Linked DNA regions of Drosophila melanogaster: region 1 is linked to region 2. The links are chromatin contacts, called in public targeted proximity ligation maps. All regions are on one chromosome and are shown on one strand. The core of a region is the stretch at or near the end of the contact, and the rest is flanking DNA. Distances in the headings are between cores, read along the strand shown. Region 1 holds the start of CG11737. Region 2 holds the start of Atg13 (Autophagy-related 13).

What was found.
Region 1: a contact with region 2 is called in a targeted proximity ligation map of the S2 cell line, with 5 times the contacts expected there. A contact is called at or near these places in 5 of 107 Hi-C or Micro-C datasets (the Clone 8 cell line, the Kc167 cell line and the S2 cell line) and 2 of 7 datasets of targeted methods (the Kc167 cell line and the S2 cell line).

The regions. Positions count from the first base shown.
Region 1 is chr3R:8,514,583-8,520,324 of dm6, forward strand. It overlaps CG11737, which reads left to right and starts at 3,286. Exons shown (of 5, transcript NM_141546.4): 1 at 3,286-3,809; 2 at 5,024-5,742. The coding sequence starts at 5,038. lncRNA:CR46228 (long non-coding RNA:CR46228) reads left to right here and starts at 2,461. Exons shown (of 1, transcript NR_133366.1): 1 at 2,461-2,802.
Region 2 is chr3R:8,348,106-8,353,899 of dm6, forward strand. It overlaps Atg13 (Autophagy-related 13), which reads left to right and starts at 1,710. Exons shown (of 1, transcript NM_141539.4): 1 at 1,710-4,712. The coding sequence starts at 2,029. The coding sequence ends at 3,600. CG7352 reads left to right here. Exons shown (of 3, transcript NM_001170079.1): 2 at 1-519; 3 at 574-1,191. The coding sequence ends at 1,113. mir-9380 (mir-9380 stem loop) reads right to left here and starts at 673; the gene lies at 597-673.

The sequences.
Region 1 (5,742 bases), core at 2,036-4,535, 170 kb after region 2:
ATTTTAATTTTTGTACGCTCCAAATGGCCCAAGTTGCCGGAAAATCATGGGTTTTGGGCATAGAAACATACAAATTGGTCAAAATATGAAATGTAATACTTCTTTGAGCTCGTAATCGAATTCCTAAAAAAATTGCATTCAAATTTAAAAATTTTAATTTTTTGGTAATTTTTTGCACATTTTGAAAAAAAAATTAATTTTCAAAAATTCCCCAATTAGTGATAGGGATCGTTAGCATTGGTAATAAGCTCTACAAAAAAGTTATTCTTTTTGCTAAATGATCATTTTTACGCGAGTTATGATGAAAACCAAATTTTTTGGTCTAATTTTAGCCAATGTAGTTTTCTGACTTTTCGGCCAAAATTAATTCATTTTGGGTTACAACAGATAGTTTAAACAATTCCAATTCTTCGAAACTGTCATGTTTAATAATATTGATATCCAACTCTATGTAATTTTAGCGCACTTCTTCTTAGAGGGAGTATTTAATTTAATAGAATATCCAGTTAATAGTAAGTGGCGAACATAATCCATTGTTAATTTTACATTTGCCTACAACATCCGGCCGACAAGAATCTGGTTGGAATTGCGGCAATTGTCTCTCGGTTTTCCATGGCTGTGCGACATTTGACACATTCACTCATCGGCGAACATGTGTGACTTTAGACCAAGAAAACAAAAGAGCTCATGGGTTGGGATTGGGTTTTTTTTGTTGGGTGGAATGGAAAATGTCTGTTTTGGCACTCTGTTCGTTAGCAGAAGCCACAACATTTATATTTTGAAGTGAAGTCAGTGCGGTCTTGGCCACACTTTTTGGTCTGCACAAGTGGTAAATGGGAAATCGAGATGGTCACCATCATCGTTCGGCCTGACTTCTTGGTCAGAAGGTCCGGCCACGTATATTGACGATTCAGGGACATTGTTTTGACCGAGACTAACACCAATACCATGTTCCGGTTAACCACATTGTGATCGACGACGGGGGGTAAATAAGAAATAAGCGAATGAAAGCAATTAATAAAATAACAAGTTTGTGCAAAATTAATTGTGTATTATGCAAAAGGCTTGCTAATGGCAGGATATGCATCAATGTACGCTGCTGGTCCCCATGAAATATTACAGTGACGACAATGTCTACTTCGGCCGTAGATCCTGTCCCCCTGATCCTACCGTTTTCGTAATGGCCGTGCGCACCAATGAGCAAATGAACAATTTATTACCGCTTAATTGAACACATTTGGACGCAACCGCACACACGTAGAGGGCCTAAACAAATGGCCACATGCAGGCGGCTGGACCTGGACAGGACCTCCACATTAAGAAGCGCCGGGGGGTTTTTGGGTTCTCGGCTTGGTTTGCCGACCAGGATAAATGAGCCCAAGACAAGTCTATAAATGCCGGAGAGACGGCGAGTTTGGTGAACCAGTGAGGGAGTAGGTGGAGTCGTGGGACGGTGTGGTCAAGCAACTCAATGGGCACCCCAACCCAAATATAATCCCAAGTTGGCTGTAGATTCGGAAAATCCGTTCCTTGTAACTCGCTGCATATTAAACGCACGGATCGCTGGACAAATTGATTTCTAAGTGGCTGCCGGATTGACAGCTCACAAGGTCCTTGTGTGTGTGTGTGCGGCTGCCGGCTATTTTCACAATTATCCTGCACTCGACCTGCAACGTGCAACCTGGTCTGTCCTGCAACCTGGTCTGTCCTGCGACCGGGCTAATTGCCAATTGAACCCCAAAGAAAGCGGGACAACCTTAGATTAGCAGCAACAATAGGGTCCTTGCCTTTTAAGTGCTTACTTAGCGGCACGTCAGAAACAAGAACTTATCCCGGGATATCAGGGACGGAGAAGCAACCCCAAAACACCTCGAGTAAATTAAGTGAGTGCCAGGTCCTGACAGAGTCAAGTATATTTGATATACATGGCACTCTACACCCCCAAAAAACAACACCATTCTTAAGCCGCAGCAAAAACAGGCGAATCACACAAAGCGGCCGCAATTTCGCTAAGCATTTGAGCGGGAAACGGCAAAAGTGGAGCTACGCAGCGACCGCAAAGGTGGAAAGGATATGAACCAGGACTCACCCCAGCTGCCATCTCAGTTTAGGCCTGGAACCGAATGAACTACTTAAGCGCTTTTGGCTTTTCAAAATAAGCCGTGCCACAGGTAAATGGCAAAAGCAACAGCCAAAGCAAAAGCAACGGCATGGGAGCAGCCACAAACAATAACGAAATATTTTGTATATCCGCTGAGCCTTGTCAACCGCACCGAAAGAGCTTCTTAACACTGAAAAAACAATCTGTCAAATGAGGAGTAAAAATGGAATAAACTTACAATAAACATTTGTTGGTGTGCAAACAAAAAATTGAGGAGAATTTCGTTTTATGTCTAACAGTATGTCTCTTTAATTAAATATTTATTGATATTATCAATTTTTATTAAGATATTCTTTCAGTGCATGCGTAAATGAATATAGGCAGGAGCTGGAGCAAAAGGACGCTGGAATTGAAAGTGGAACAAGTGCTCAGCCAGAGACATGCACAGATACACTTTATGAACTACAACCGAAATCCAATTGATTGTGCAGGCAAAGAGTCTCTGCCTGAGTCTACCATTTTGGCAGGCCAAGTGCTTTGGTAGTCGGGATGGAGTCTGAGTTGATTGTGGCACGAATTGTGGCCTCAGAGGCCACAGGATTCACAAATGAAAATTCGAGCAACGCGTGGGCGGCAGGCCGCAAAGGAAAATGGAAAACAGGATGAGCAAGAGCGGAATCTACAGCTTAGCACGATAATTTTCAGCCAATTTAATTCCACTCGAGGTGAAATATATTGTTTAATTAGGAACGAAGAATACTGTTCCTATTCGACTCAATAAACAAACGAAATTGAAATGTGCAACAAATAAGTTAAGCTTCAATCCCATTAATCTTTTTCCCATATATATATATACAGCTTTATTACGAAATGATGGGTTTTAATACACATATTTAAAAATGAGATAACAATTTTAAGTTTTACAAGCCATTTTGCCATTTTCAGATATATACCAAAAAAAAAAAAAAAATTTCCAAAATGTGTATAGAGAAATATATTTCTTATGAAACAGAACTAATTTTTTATTCATACCTAACATATTGTAAACACTGACCAATGATTTATCCAACAAGTTGCTCACAAATTTAGCATTCAAAACTCGCGCGCAAAAGCAACAATTAAAAGCTGAATGCTACATCACTGGAACCATGGGTCTCCGCCTGTCTATCGATAACGCGATAGGCAGAGGCGCAGTCGATAGCCATCAGTTCGCCTTATTATTGTTTACAAAGCGCAATTCCCGTCAAAATAAAGCTGATAAATTAGTGATTAAAGTCGCGCGTATACTAAAAAAAATGCAGTTTGTGGCCTGCTAAAGGGCGCAGCATTTGCTGCTCGACGGCAGCGGACTCAGAAAGCATTTATCACTCCGCCCAACCACTTGTTGTTGTTGGACTCTGCCCGCCCCATACAACGCCATCCATTATCCATTAAAATACCCCCGCCCGATTTCGCGTCCGTCGGTGAGGGGGACGAGGTCCAGAATCGGGGTAATCAGTGCGTTACACTCACATCTCAATCCGGTACTCCAGTCGGCGTCACTTTGTTGTCACATATTGTCAAATTCTCAACTCGAAGAGCTAGAAAAGTTGCAACTCTATAAATCTCAGACTGAACAAACATCAAACAGCGTATTAAGTAACCAATATTGGAAATCAAGGTGCGATTAGAGAGTGATTGCCGCCGTCAAGTGTCCAGTAGTTTCAGCGTAAGTGCCCCTCTTCACTTCCACAATGCAGATTAGCTGTCTTTTTGTTGTTTTTTTTTTTCAGTACTGTATTTAACTCGTGTCTCTCTGTTAGATTGCGCAAAGATCTCGAAGTTGACCCCGCGTTTAGTGCCTTGGCTTCATCCATATAGTTTCTCATGCAAATCGCGGGCAAGAAAAGTCGGTTGCTAAGTTCGAGAGATAGCATCTCGTGGCAGGTGGTTCGATTTGAAGGGCCTTTTAAAACATAGCTTTCTTTATGGCTGTAATCTTAAGTGCTTTAAGTTGACGATAATCTTAACAATAAATACAACTACAAAAAAAAAGTACCTCGTGAGTTAAAAATTCAGCTAATCTTATCGCAGCATAATAACATTAATGATTCCTTGATTCGTTTTACTCGTGCAAATATATCTCAAAATAAACTTCCATATTTTTCACTCATTTACTTCTCGACAAATATTAACAAACCTACGTATTTCGTGAAACCTTTGTTCCTGCCTTTGGCGAATCCCCCGCAACGGCTAATCTGTCGCATATCTTATCGATTGACAGCAGTAAATTGCCACAGATACCCGACGAACAGCTCTAATCCTCCAATACAACCCATCGTTCCTGGGTTTGCCTCTAGGAATAAGTCAGTTCTGGCCTGGCCAGCAGTTGTCGCAGTTCTCCCCCGGGAATACAAAATAAATTGACCAAACCGAATCAAAATTCGGATCTATTTTCAAGTTCAGTGGAACAACCGATAGCGTCGAGAGAAGAACAATAACAGCTTGTACGTTCGTAGCTCAAAGATAAGATTAAAGGTTAAAAAACGGACTTGGACCCGGCCACCTCATTTGCGGTGACTAACCATTACATATACATATTCTAACCAAAGTTGTCAAAGTTAATTTAAGTTTTTATTAAATTTTGGTAAATGGGTAACAACTATAGTTTCGTTACTACAATCTTACTAAGGTATGGTAGCTTCTTATCATTCACAGTGCGTGCTTATCAAAATCGAATGACAATGGTATCATATCTACTATAATTAACGTATTAAAGTGGCAAAGTTTTAATTTATAAATGTTTACCGAGTTTGAGAGAGATAATCGAGCCTGGCAGGTTCTTTTATAACTCACTAATCCTTTCGTATAGCAGTCCATAGGTGGACTTTTGCATCTAATGATATTATCTTTATATAAATTGAAAGCACAATTTGTTTGCAGATCTACATTCCAAAATGGCGGGACAAAGCAAGCTGATCGATCCACTGTGCATCACTTGCAAGGAGTTCCAGCACCCATGGACGGACCACTGCGTGAGCGCCACCGCCGGTATACTACTCTCGGCCACGCCCTACTGCCTGCGGGTCTACACAATAGTGTACGCCCTGTCCTTGCTGATGCGCCACCGCATTCCAAGTCGCGACGATCTGCGCAAGACGCTGCTAGGGATCATCCAATCGACGGCTTTTCTAGTTACTAATGCCTACACCTTTATCCTGTACAACTGTGCGCTGCGGCACATGCTCGGGAGGTACAACTTCTACACAGTGGCCTTTGTGCCCTGCTTTTTGGCCTCGTTTTCGGCCATTTTGGTTGAGAGACCAGCCCGCCGACCACTACTCACTCTCTACGTGGCCAATGTGGCCACTGAAGCGCTGTGGAAAATGGCAGAATCGAGGGGATGGGTGCGCTCCGTTCCTAATGGACAGACACTCATCTTTGGCGTGAGCATGGCGGCGCTGCTCTACATCTATCGTACTGGCACCACCAAGGATTCCATCTTCAACATCCTTCGCATTTTCGTGGGCAAGGAGGAGGCGGGGCCGATTGTCAAGTCCGGGCCCGCAGTGCCCGGTGAGCAGCCTGCGCCAGACCGCCGACGTCCCACCGTCAGTTTTTCGACTGTATCCGACTGGGTGCGCGTGTACAGCAATCTCATT
Region 2 (5,794 bases), core at 460-2,959:
AGGGATATAGCCGAGAATTTGGAGGAGAAAAAACGTCGTCGACAGCTAGACATCAAATTGGAAGCCGCGGAAGTGTCCCAAGAGCGCTGTCTGCTGGAGGTCAGGCAACGTGAGAAGGAAGTGGCTCTTAAGGAGGAACAACGCCGCCTTAGGGAGTCCTTGGCTGAACAAATGGAGGAGAACCGCCGACGGCGCCTGCAAGAGCACGCTCAGGTGATGAATGACCGGGAGCTGAGCCTTCTGATGCAGAAGCAAATCCAGGAAGAGGATCGAGCCCAGGAGCTGGAGGCGCAGAGAAAAAAACTACAAAAGCGACAGGACATGCTGCGGTCCATCAAGGAGAACCAGGAACTCAGAGAATGGCAGCGAGCTCAATACAACCAGGAGTTGAGTGACTTAGTCCAGAAGCAAAGTGACATGGAGCGCAGGAAACTCCAGCTGGAGGCTGAACGCCAGGAGATTCAACGCAAAAAACAAGAAATCAGCATTCGTTTGGGCCAGCAAGTCCTAGAAATCGAAGTAAGTCTTGAAGCGGTTTTTCGATTCAATCAATAAAGCTAACTCTTATTGCAGAACAAAAAACGGCATCGCGACAATCTGCTGCTGGATCTGTTGGAGGCGGAGTACACGGCCAAGAGTGACGAGCGCTATCGCCAACAGATGCAGCAGGAGCAGATGTCTCGCCAGCGCACCAGACAGGAGTTGGATCGCTATCGACAGGAGGTGAAGCATCGTAAGATGGCCGAAATGCAGATGAAGCGGGCGGAGATGGCTACGCGGCAGGAGGAGGCGCCGGATACAATCAACCAGAATTCCGAAAAGCAACTGGATGAATATCGCAGACGCCGGGCCCATGGAGCCTCCTTGCTTGCTATGATTGAGGATAATCACCGGAAGCGGGCGGAGGCCACCGCTGAAAATGTTCAGTACTTTGACATGAAGGCCAAGATCGATGCCGAGCAAGAGGAACGCATCAAACAGGAGCGTTTGGCCATGTTGAGCCAGGTTCCTTCCTCCGTGCTTCGATATCTACCAAAGCATGTCCTTAAGTCTACGGATAGGGAGCATTTCTGCCTAATTGACGCTCAGGCACGGGGCGGTGGCGATTCCTAGTCAGTGGCATAGTTCCAAATTGTAATTCTAAGACGGTCAAGTTTATTTTTGGCTTCCAAAAATAAATTATTTAAAATTAAGCGCCGTTGTGTCTACGTGACGTGTATCATTTAGGCTAGCGAAGATGCCAGACCGTCGCCTGTGCTGCCAGTTCGTTGTTTTGCTCGATTGGAAACCTCGATTGAAAGGATATTCTCACAGAATGCGCATCTGCTGTTTCAATTTGGTTTAATATTATTTTGAAAGCTCGGCCTAATAACCGCTTCATAATTGCCGCGAAAGTGTTTATGCAGTCCAATCAAAAATACTATAAATGTTATCTGTAATTGAAATTTTATATCAAATTGACTACTAACTATTTCTTTGCATCTTACTAATTGCATTCAAAAAACATAACTTTCATAAAATACATGTTTAGATATACGTTTATTTTGACTGGTATACCAATATATATCTTTTTATAAAAGATAAAGCCAGTGCTGCGGAAGCTTGTCGCTGGTGCAGAAGCTCGTGTGTGTGAATAGCTTCTTTTCGAAATCAGTGGTACCGAGCAATATCGAAACCAAGACATCCCTAACACGCCCATTATCGGACTATCGATACTATCGCGAGTGCTAGCTGACGCTGGTCTGGTTTTATTTTATGTTAACGGGAGTGATCTTGCGTACAAACAATAACACGGAATCGCAGTGAAAGGGCGTTGCACAAATGACAGTGTTTTGGCAAAATGCCCGGGCTAGTTTTGACCACGTTTAGCAGTGCCTAGAACGCAGAGTGCGCGACGCTAAAACAAGAGAACCGCGACAAAACAAAACGCGGAAACGCATAAAGTGAAAAAAAAAACACAAACGCAGACAGCGAACTTTGGACACAGACAATCGTAAACGCACGGGGAAAACAAAGAAAAACGAAGAAATGTCGGCGCAGCGTCTAAATGCAGCGGAACGGGATTTGGAGAAGTTCATCAAGTTCCTGGTCTTGAAGTCCACCCAGGTGGTGGTGCAGTCCCGACTGGGCGAGAAGATGCAGACACAGTGCAATCCACTGGCGGGCAGTGATTGGTTTAACATAGCCGTGCAGGATCATCCGGAGGTCCTGGACGAGACCAAGCGGGCTCTGAACCTAAAGACAGGAGAGAGCATTCTGCAGCGCCTGCCGTTGTGCGTGGAAATATCCCTGAAAACGACTGAGGGTGACCAGATGGTGTTGGAGGTGTGGTCCCTAGACCTGCTCCAGCCCCAGAATGGTGCCTCCCCGGCCACCAATGACCTGAACCCCGAAGGCCAGACCCTAAAGGCAGCCCACGCCATCTACAATCGCATGGGCATCATGCTCAAGTCCCTCATATCGCTGACCCGCACCACGCCCGCCTACAAATTATCCCGGCGCCAGTGCCCCGACTCGTATGGCATCTTCTACAGGATCTACGTGGACAGGCCGCAGGTCCACACCCTGGGCGAGGGTCACAAGCACGTAAAGATCGGACAACTCAGCACGATTGTTGGCTCGCTGGTCATGTCCGTGGCCTACCGCACAAAGCTGACCATTTCGCCCACGGCTGCCCAGTCAGAGAGCAACACCATAATGCTGAAGTCGGATCACTTTAGACCCGCCACGGATGCCAATACACCTGGCAACCAGCAGCAGACTCAAAATGGCACTGTCGTGGCCAAGAAACTGGGCTTGGGTGCCCTAAATCCCGCCCAGGGTACAGCCGATCGGCGGTTTATCGATATAGAGAAGCCGTTGCGACCGGGAGCCTTCACAGATATGGGCAAACTAAAGCAGTACACTGAAGATGACTTTGTGTTGCCGGAAACCCCGCCTTTCGAGTGGCTTTTGCGAGGACGCGGCTCTGTGGAGTCCCTCAATCGACTGGATAACAATTCGGTCGCCAGTGTAAACATCAGTAATAACAACAATAGTACGCAGGATAGTAAATTCAACCAGATCAGCAATCTCAACAACAACTCGGCAGGCTTCAAGAGTTTCGAGAAGAACTCGGAAAACTCAGTATCGCCAATAAAGAGCCTGCTGATCCCCGCCAGCGCCACAGCCACATATCGTCACCATTCAGAGCCTTCGCTACAACCACCGCCTGATGATGATAATCTGCTAAAAGAGCTCCACTTCCCTTTCGCCTCGCCCACGTCGCACGTAAACGATCTGGCCAAGTTCTACAGGGAATGCTATCATGCGCCACCGCTGAAGGGACTTAATGAACTGCAGGCAGAGATCTCATCGATTTCCTCGACCCCGCCAGCATCCAGTGGTTCCGGCGGTGTAGCAGCATGCGGTCCGACGGCGGCGGCCACAGCGATCGCAACCAGTTCCGCTGATGCCAGCGCCATGGACGATCTGTCCCGGCAACTGGAGCAGTTCGAGACCTCGCTGGAGGACTACGACAAGCTGGTCTCGCAGTTCGGGCTAACGGGCTCCTCATCGACGGGTAGCCGCAGCAGTGGTGGGCTCCAAATGAGCAACTGAGCGGAATAATGCCTCTAGTTATGTCATTAGTTAGTTTTTATTTATGGAAGGGCGGTCAATATGGAGAGAGGCAGGGACAAACTAAAATATCAAGGACGACTTTAGAAAGATTGCTTGGGAAAGTAAAGGTCTTAAGTTCAGCATTTCTCTCATCCTTTTAAAATCAGTTTTCAGTTATGTATTTCGATTAGATAAGGAATGTAAGATCAGATTTTACTGCATAATGTTTATATGTCTTTTTAAAACAACCTACTTTCTTATCACCCAAGCAATGTTGCATAATGATTAAAGAATATTTTCAAAGAAATGGATTTCAGACCTATACTTTGGCTTGAGCCCTCGCATATAAATGTTGTAAGATTGTCAACTAAAATATAGACCCGCCCTCATATTTATATATGCCATTGTGTTAAGTAGAGTTGATAGGCTGCTATTTGATATTACCCACTATGTAAATACAATATATATATATATATATATATAGGCTTTTGTAGGCTCTAGGACGATGGAAGATGTATATACATAGGAATTGGAGAGCTCATGTCACGTTTCAAAGTTTCCGATGCAGCAGTTTAGACCCTAGACACAAATACATACATAAGCAAGTGACCCATGCAAATGCATATAGATGGCTATATAGCTTGTGCATATGGTAGTAAGTTGGGCGTACTCGTCGCCTGTTTGTTTGTTTGTTTCTTTGTTCAAGTGCCTTTCGCCTGCTTGTGAGTGAAAAAATCATGTATGTACATAAATAACTATAGATAACAGCAATTAATCAGAAAGCCAAAAGGTTTATTTCTGCCGGAAGTCAGCAAGTAAGAACTGTTCGATCTATGCAAATGCATATCCACTAATCGAAAGACTTGAAGCATAACGAAATATATCTATCCTAACTTAGTTGGCACTGTCAGGAAGTTGAAGAGAGCAGCTAGTGTTTTGTTTTGTCTTTAATCGTTGGTCGCTCTTGCTTATTTATTTGGTTTACAATTGCAAAATTATGAATATGAGAATCGAAATTCGAGTATACATTAAAAAAACACTAAACGATAAGAGTAAGAACATTTATACGTACATATAAACAATGAATAAAAGCAATTGTTAATCAAGACACTAATCAAAATGTTTACTTCTGTGCTTAGGGGCATGTCACTTGTTGATTGTGCCACGTAATATATAGAGTGTGTGCCCTATAGTTACCCTTGCCAAATGCTAATGTACATATATGCTTATATATCTAAGCATCTAGACCATGCCGGATCACACCTCCTGACGCCGTGAGGTCATGTGACTAACCCACTGGAGATGCGAGGCGAGCGGAGTTTATGAAACACTCCCCCGAAAGGGTTTTTCCATCGCCTTAAACTGGTTATGGTTTGTTTTCATTTTGCATACTTACTTTATCGCACTGCCTGGTATTCTATCACTCAATCGAAATCGGGTATTGTATAATGTACGTCAGTATCGAGAATGTTGCGCTGCACCTGCTTACCTGGCAGTTTGTTGTGGTCGTTATCAATTAACATGCGATTAGTATTCCCGATCTCCTCCAGCTGACGACCCTCCCAGCGTTGGAATCATACACATATGTATGTATTTACTTACACATCTTTGGGCTAATCTCTGGCACTACGGGTATTTGCGCACTCCGCCCGGGGAGATTGCAGTCTCTTTTTTAGCATTTGTAGCAGCTAAATTCCCATTGCGAATTAACGTCACCATGGTAACGGCAACGACATCGTAGAGGCTAAATAGTTTTATTTTTAACTAAGCACACATATATGTTTACAACTTTTCTGTTCTGTCGGCCGATCGGCGGCGACTATCTGCTGCTTGGCTTTGTGCCCGATTCCTTCTTTCGAGTGCTAATGACATTGTCATAGTGCAAAACAAATGGACAGCTGTGCACGCTTCGCGCTGCCTTCACGTGAGTGGGTGGGCCAAACAGTTCACCTGGGCTGGTTCAGGTGGGGTTTAGGAGTCATCTGTAGGACTGATAAGTTAGCAAAGCTAACAAAGTTCTCAAGTGGTTATCAGTCAAATAAACAAGTTATGTAAAGTTGGTGGTTGAGGGAAGCTAAAAATATCTAACTTGTAGACACTCTATCTATATATATATATATATACCATATATATACCATACCATATATATATATATATATATATAAATATTAATAATGATATTTTGATTACGGTT